Linked DNA regions of Gossypium arboreum: regions 1 and 2 are each linked to region 3. A link is a contact called in public Hi-C data. All regions are on one chromosome and are shown on one strand. The core of a region is the stretch at or near the end of the contact, and the rest is flanking DNA. Distances in the headings are between cores, read along the strand shown. Region 1 holds the start of LOC108478434. Region 2 holds the start of LOC108479820 (BEL1-like homeodomain protein 4). Region 3 holds the start of LOC108486640 (protein DA1-related 1-like).

Evidence for each region. Hi-C and Micro-C count contacts between places; a contact is called where the count stands out from the background.
Region 1: a Hi-C map of leaf shows a contact between it and region 3, with 5 times the contacts expected there. The contact joins the promoter of LOC108478434 here to the promoter of LOC108486640 in region 3. A contact is called at or near these places in 2 of 5 Hi-C or Micro-C datasets (both in leaf).
Region 2: a contact with region 3 is called in a Hi-C map of leaf, with 2.7 times the contacts expected there. The contact joins the promoter of LOC108479820 here to the promoter of LOC108486640 in region 3. A contact is called at or near these places in 2 of 5 Hi-C or Micro-C datasets (both in leaf).

Annotation. Positions count from the first base shown.
Region 1 is chr12:17,488,213-17,490,990 of ASM2569848v2, reverse strand. LOC108478434 reads left to right here and starts at 1,257. Exons shown (of 1, transcript XM_017780893.2): 1 at 1,257-2,628. The coding sequence starts at 1,624. The coding sequence ends at 2,034.
Region 2 is chr12:17,399,034-17,401,733 of ASM2569848v2, reverse strand. It overlaps LOC108479820 (BEL1-like homeodomain protein 4), which reads right to left and starts at 1,315. Exons shown (of 5, transcript XM_017782629.2): 1 at 841-1,315; 2 at 1-656. The coding sequence starts at 495.
Region 3 is chr12:16,994,862-16,997,769 of ASM2569848v2, reverse strand. It overlaps LOC108486640 (protein DA1-related 1-like), which reads left to right and starts at 1,604. Exons shown (of 12, transcript XM_053022861.1): 1 at 1,604-1,869.

The DNA.
Region 1 (2,778 bases), core at 8-2,507, 490 kb before region 3:
GGAAACATCATAGCATTAGAAAATGGACTTTGGGTTATGCTGATTCAATGGGATTTCACTTTCCATTAGCAGGAAAAAAAAAATCTTTTGAACCTTGCTTGGACTTCAAGGTACCAATAATTTAAGAATGATATTATTTAGGTATTTGGTCCAAATTATAATTAATTGTTTGATTTTGATATCTAATTTCTAATTTCTTTAAAAAAAGAAGAAGCAATTAATTATTGAAGCTTTCAAATGAGATTGTCAAAATTTATTATATAATAAGATAAATAAATGGACCACATTCATTTTGCCTTTTCCACAGTTTCCTTTTTCCCTATTTTGTCAAACAAGATATGAACATAGTGGATAGTGGGCATAGATTATCCTTTTCAAACTGTGCACTATTTTTGTTATTGTGCATAAAGTTACTTGTGAGATGGGATTCAAATTTGACCATTAAATTATTTTTATGTTAAATATTTTAAAAATAATTTATGTATATGCAAAATTAGTCATAAATCTGAAATTATACTAATAAATATATTTACCCACACGATATTAATTATCATGATATCATATTTTGAAAATAATGAATGAGATTGTAAATATGTAGATTTAAATTCTAAAAATATAATCTCTCAAAAATAATTAGATATGTTAAATGCATTAAATTAGAATATAAAACGCTTAAGATTTGGCAATTTGTTGTAGGGCTGGGAAAAGAAATTGAGAAATCGAAAATCTATCTAAATTGTTGTGTTTTAAATAGTCTTGGTTAACAAGTTAAAAAATTCATAATTACAAGAGATTAAATTTTAATTTTACTATATAAAAATAAATATTTTATATTTAAAATAATTAAAAATATTATATAAAAATATCTTTTGAAATTAAAAACTTCAAAAATCTTGTACAAAACTTATTTTAAAATAGAATCAAAACAAATTATTTAAAAATAAAACCAAAGCGAATGGAACTGAAGTTAGGGTTAATTTGTTGAAGTGTGAACCTAATACATATATGGGCATGACGCAGAAAACTAGAAGACAAAATAAAGTGCCGGTGAGTTGCCTTTTGGCTTTTATGCCAAATGTGACTTTAATTTGCATTATGAAGTGACCTTAGTGGCTTGTAATTTTCTTACCAGGAAAACACAAAAAAATACTTAAGCACATTTAATACACACTCAAATAGAAAATAAAACTTTTTTTTTTTTTTTTGTATTCAAGATTTTATTTAAGGGTTATTAGCCATTGGAATATTTTTAATTTAAAATTAAAAGTTATATTTAAGGGTTTAGGAATTTTGTAGTACTTAAAATACTGTGTATAATTCAACGACTGACATTTGTCCATAGAAAAGGGACTATGAGCTAAGTCGCACTGGGATTGAAATTCTTGTCACTACGGAGGTTTCGGTATCTAACAACTTAAATTCACACTTTACATCAAATTTCATTTGGGGAAATTTTTTACATAATATTTCCCCCAAATATTGCATCCAGGCAGGCATATCATCGACAATTAATAATATAAAAACTACCCATATATATAAATGTAATGGATGCCCTCTCCATCAAACTCTTTTCTAGCCTTCCCTCAAACACACCAATAAAAAAGAATTGTTAGAGAAGCCTAAATGGGTGCCTGTGTATCCTCAACTTCAACCTCAAAACCAGGCAAAACAGTAGGAGGAGGAGGAGGATCATCGAGCGCAACCAAACGGTCATCGATGGCAGCCACGGTGGTTCACATGGATGGTCGTGTCCAAGAGTTCAGGCAATCAATCCAAGCCAACAACATCATTTCCCTCAACCCCGACTGCTTCCTCTGCAGCTCAGAGTCGATGTCCATCGGTACTTGTGTGCCTCAAATGCCTGTTGATGAGGACCTTCAACCTGGACAAATCTACTTCTTGTTGCCACTCTCCCAATCACATAAACCCCTTACCTTGCCAGACTTGTGTTCTCTCGCCATTAAAGCTAGTGCTGGCCTTGGTAGATACAGTGTTGACCTCTCCTCAAGCCGCTCTAAACTCATTCTCAGGTGATGATCAGGGTGGTAACATTCGACATGTTCATCTGCAGGTTAATTCAGGGAATTTTTTTTTTTTTTGGCTAATGCTTTTTGCAATTCTTTTTTCATAAATGTGACTAATATTATCTGAAATAGATTGGAAAAGTCAACGGTTTTCGATTGGATTGGTGTTTTTCACTTTAGGAAAGTACTAGTAGCCATCTCCATCTAACTTTGTTAGCCGGTTCATCAACCTTTCCAGCTCCTTGGAATTTAGAACTGAAGGCAACTTGTCATGGCCTATTGCTATGCTCAGCTCTAAGACTTCATTTCTCAATCTTTACCAGCCGTTTTGGTTGCTTTTGCATTGTCCTTCTATCATTTGTTTGGGACTGGTTATTGGGTTCATCGCCATTTTCGTTCCCTTCGAAGCTTAATATTATATACTTGTATAAAATTGTAAACACAACCAAGGCAAATGAATTGCTTGAACTACACAGAACCAGCAGTTCTGCCTTCTGTCAAGCCACCTACATATTTTTCAGAGCCATTCCAACTAATGTATCATAGTTTTGCAGTAGCCTTAATTTGATTTCAATTCAAAAGGAATTTATTAGGGTGTTGGGAATTTTAATTTTTTAACATACATACCAGAGATTATGATGCTCAACAGGTAGTCATCCTTGAGACCTTATATTAATAACAAAACCAGGAAGAAACCACAGAGATCGATCTTAGACCTATTGACTGTCATCTAAACTAAAGCGAGGTTGATATA
Region 2 (2,700 bases), core at 66-2,565, 400 kb before region 3:
ATCATGATTTTTTGATTCACCTACCAGTCCCAAACCCCCAACCACACCTCGCCTGTTGCTAAACCACTCGTTGCTATTACTCGGTGGCCTGTGTGCTCGATAATTAGGCTCTACGTGCTGGTCTAATAACTCGGCAGAAGCGGCCACACCTGTAGGGAAGTCGAACATCTCTGATAACATACCTTCGGCTTCATAAACAGGAAGAGCATTTGATTCGATCCCTACTAATGGTAGACTCGGCGGCTCAAAGCCTTGAACTCTTTGTTTATCTCTCCGGATCTGCTGTACTAAGTGTTGCTGCTGCTGCTGTTGGTGTTGGTGTTGTTCTTGGTGGCTCATGGCTGATCTCTCGAAGCCATTGGAGAAGCTGAAGATGCCAGCAGCTGCTTGGTGGTGGTAATCTTGGGACATAGAATTTGTAGAATGATTACTCTTTTCTTGAAATGGAATTTGATGAAGAATTGATGGCGTGACTGGTGATGTAGCTATTCCCATATCAATATCTTCTTCTTCATGATCCTATATATCCTTTGCTTTGCTTACTTGCTCTCCTTCTGCCAACCCTCGAACTCTTCTGTCCTTCACCTTTTTTCCCTTCATTTATGGATCGGTAACCCATAAACAACAACAAATAAACACCCATCTTGAAATTAGTGCTGTTCATAACATAAACAATATTATATTATCAAACAAGAAAGAAAGCTATACAGAAGGAAAAAGAAAAAAACAAGGGATCAAAGTTCTATCTCTTCATTTGGTTGTAACCCTTTCATAAAATTGAGCTGTGGAGTTCATATTTGAAGAGAGTGTAATATAATTAATTATATACCATAAGCAGACCTTGTTAGAGTTGCAGAGTATGAAAGGATGTAAAGCTCTTAGACATCGTTTTCTCTTCCTGTGGTACTGAAAGCCTTCTTCAATTCCCTCACTCCTTTCTTTTCTTTTCCTTTCTCTCTCTCTTTCTCACTGTATCTGTGTGTCGTCTCTTTCTTCCTCTTTCTCTCCTTTTTTTTCCTCTTTGTTGCTCTTTGCAGTAGTGAGTTTTCTTTTCTTTTTTTTTTCTTTTTTTCTAAAGAAAAAAAAACTCTTCCTGTTTGAAAAGAGGAGATGAAATATATAGCCAAGAAAAAAGTAATAAAAAGGGAAAGTTATAAGGAAATGAGAGGAAATAGAAAAATGAGGCTGAGGAAAACTGGCATCTCTTTCTCAAGAAAACATGTAATAATAGCCTTAGCCTCACCTAAGAGAGAGAGAGGGAGGGAGGAGAGAGGAAAAAAAGCAAATTTTAAAAGAAAAAAAATGTGATCATAATGTAAAATTAAATAATTGACATAGGACCTCTTTTAGATAAAAAAAATTATAATTTAAAATTATTTGGATTCAAGTCTTCATTCCATAAAAAATTCAGATTCAATTATCCTACAACATAATCTTTACTTCTAAAAGATAATGAGTGCTTAAGTTGATTTGTTTTGTTAATTTATACATATTTTAATTAAATTTGGATTCAACATTTTAAAGAGAATTGTATTTAATCATCACATTTTTAAAAAGAATTGGTTTATCTTTTAATAAAAATATTGATTAAAATAGTCTAAGGTAAGAACATTAATATTTATATTTTAACTATTTATAATATAATAAAATAGTTAATTAAGGAGATAATTCAATCAGAAAAATTACTAATTTTTGTAAATAATAATGCAACAAGTTTTGCTTTGGTAGACAAATTTCGATGTGATTTTGTAATGAGATATTGATTGCAAGGAAATAGTGTTGGAGTAAATAGGAAAAAAGTTAAAGGATTATCTTTTCTTCCTTAAATAGATATGCAATCAAGACAAATTTGGATATTCCCTATATTTATCTCAAATATTATCCAAGCTATAATGATAACTTATATGAGGTAATGTGATGGAGATCAGATTTGATCTTTTTCAACTAGCCTACTCTTAACTTTATTATTCAAGTAACAAACAATCGAGCTGAACGAGGACAATTTCAATTCATTGCAAATCAATGTGTTTTATATGCTTATATTAAGCTTTCTATAGGAAGGCTTAGTTGTGAAGAGTGTTATTATAGATGTATGGGAGTGAGCCTATAACATGTATAGTTTTTATAGCGTTTTAGTATTTAGATTAATTTTTACTGTATTTTATAATTTTATAATTTTTAAATTATTTATGTTTTATTTGATTTTTGTTAATTTTAGAGTTAGTTTAGGTTTACTTGTTATTTTTCTCTCTACATTGTAGGTTTCGAATTAAGAACGAAAGACTTGGAATATAGAGTAAAAAAGTAGTAAAGAGATATATGCGTGTCAAATCAAGTGAAAATTCATTACGCAAGTGCACATGTCGAATCAAGTAATAAAGTGATAAGAAGATATTGTTCCGAGGAGGACCAAATTCCAAATTACTAAGTGCCAACTACTCAATTTTATCTAATCTGGATCAAGAAAATCAATTTTAATTACTATTAAAATTAAAATAAGAAAATTATGAAAATTCTATTAAACTAAAATAATGAAAAATGTTAAGTTTCTCAATCAATTTTTAAGATCTTGGAACTCTAACTTCACTTATTCCAATTAATCAATTATCTTTCATTCAATTGTTCAACCTATGTAATTACTAACCCGAGATTTAATGATATTAAGTAGACCCTTCTAGTATCTAGTTAAGTTAATCCTCC
Region 3 (2,908 bases), core at 355-2,854:
AAATTTAAAACCAATTATTTATTTTAGTAATTTTAAATTTACACTTATATATATATATATTAGAAATTGGAATACCGATTGAAAGAAATAAAGATTAATTACGCCCAAAATCAGAAGGCAAAGGGAGAGAGGTTGGCGGGGGCTTGACCCAATAAAATGGGAAATTATTGTTTGTGTCTCTAAAAATTTTAAGTTAATATGTAATAAATTGTAGTTTGATCCTTCCAAAAATATTAAATTTTTAATTCAATCTTTTGAAAACCATAGAAATATAAATTAATATAAAAATGAAATTACATTTTAACTCTTATGAAAAAGTATAAAACTTAATCTTAATCTTGACCCCTAATTTTTATTTTTATTTTACCCCGTCAAAAATAGCTAAACTTTGTAGGTACTTAATTAAAAAGATTTAGTATTGAAATTATCAAACTTCAGCTAGCACCTAATTAACTGCCATCAATAAAAAGCAGCCTGAAAGCTACACATCTATACGCAACCGAACAAGAAAACTATAATTTATTTTTTTTATTTATATAAATATATCACCTAATCTATAACAAACCAATAAATTAGCAATAAACAAGCCTTGCATGCACCGACTAATTTGAGTAAACTTTTTTTTTTAAATAAATTATTGATTAAGTATAATCTGAACAAGCACTTAGACTCATGAAATTTAGCTGTCTCTAGATTGAGGGCACATGCAAATGAAAGGTATGGTGTTGGATACAAGAAATAGAATAGTAAACAAAAAAAGCATGCACATGCTTATACACTCATTAGGAACCTTATATGTATATATTGCAGATGATTGATTATCATATAAAAAATGTTTCTATGGATAATGGATCTTTCAAATTTACTTTTTAAGCTTCCTTTAGAAAAGAAAAAATGAAGGGTTATCTTTTCAAGCTATTTGGTATTGACATTAGGAGTAGTTTTTTAACTTGTTTCTTGAAAATTTTACTATTTTTGCTGGTTTGGGTTTATTTTTGAGGAGTTTTTTTTTTAAATGAATAAACTAATGAAACTTTAAGTGAGATAAAAAAAAATTTTAAATAGTAAACTGAAAAAATAAAAATAATTCAAAAGGGCGACATTGGTTGGTTGTAGGATATTGGCCAAAAGCTCCATAGAGATTCTTGAACTAAGAGTTAGATTATATTTTGTCGTATCTATTTAAAAAGAGTAAATTTGTCATTTTTGTTAAAAATTTAATCCATTTATATGGTTAAAAATTGGTATAAGAAAATCCAACAATGACATATGTCGTGTTATGTGTACTTATATTGACATATAAAGTAATTTTAATAATAAAATAGATGATTCCTTTATAAATTAAATAGATAAAATTCTAATAGAAAAACTAGTTTGTTCTTTAATCTAATTTACAAATATTGATTTAACTATTTTTCTAGATAAAATATAATCTAGCTTTTAATATAGAGACTTTCTTAATATGATATTAAATAATAATAATAGTATATTCATATTTTGAATCAAATTAAACCAGCTTCAACAATTTATTAATGAGGTTATTATTAAAAAAAAGGGTGAGCTTATTGTTTTGCCATTTAACATAATGTGATTCGTGGGGCAGTGACCTAAAAGGAGGGGTGCTAAAACTAGGGACACAAAATAAACCAGAGTAAGTACAGAGTAACTGCAAGTGCCCCCCACAAAACTCAACTGCAAAAGGAAGATCAAGAAATGAAATTCAAGTCCTACCTTCTTTTCTTTCCTCTCTCTCTCCCTCTCTCATTGTCATGTTTTTCAACAAGAAAAGCAAAAAAAGCTGAAGTGTTATTGACGTGTAGTGGAGTGTGGTGGAAAATGGGCAATAACATGAAGGACCCACTTGTTAATGTAACAATTCAACAAACCCATATGCCTTTTCTTCATTCCTTTAATCTGCTTTATAAAAAACCAATCTTTTTGGTGGTTGTTACGCTAAACATCATACACCCGGATGATCGCTATTTTCAATTTCCCAACCCTGCTTTCACTGTGATTTTGTTTTTGCTTAGGATTCAAGCTCTCTTTTTAATTCATACTCTCTACTTTTTTCTACTTTATCTTTCACTAGGAATTGGTTATTTAACACTTTCTTTTTTTTTTTTGTCCGTCACAATAAGAAAAGAAAGGTCAGTTTTTTTCTATTTTCTTTCTAAGATGATGGCAATTAAGGGTCTAACTTGGAATATCCTTTTGTCTCCTATAATTCCATGACTATGCATTCATATCAATTTCGTGTTGTTCCTGATCTGGGATTCATCAGGTTCTGCTGTTTCTGCATATTCTTCACTCTTTGGTTAGTCTTTGTTTCTTTTTAACTTTTTTCTTTATTCACTTCATCGCCTATTGTTTGATATCATTTTGATTTCCAGTATTTATATATAATTTGTTTTACTCATCAATATTGGTTCTGCTAGTTTTGAGTGCTTACATATTTATATGAATATGAGAGGAGATGAGATGAGATGAGGCAATTTAAGGCCACCGAAAGCAATAATTGTATGAAAGTCTGGGAAATTGGATTCTGGTCCTTGGGGAAATTTATTTTATGGGATTGAATTTGGGAAATCCATATTGTACTTAAGAAAATTTCATTGCATTTGGTAACCCCTTTGAGTTTTATGATTTGGGTCAAAACTTGTACTGTCATTGACTAGTTTCTCTTTTATCTATTATTTATGTTAAAAATAGTTTTTGTATGATTGAAGTCAACAGCCTTGACAGTCGGTCAATTTAGATAATGCCTCCTAAAGTGGAAACTCCTTTATATATTTTACGAGAATCATATCTAACGCTATATAAACACTTATTGTTTTCTAATAATGGCTTTCCCCTATCTATAGTTATAGTTGCAATTCCATTTCGGGAGTCAAAATTGTTTTTGCTTTCC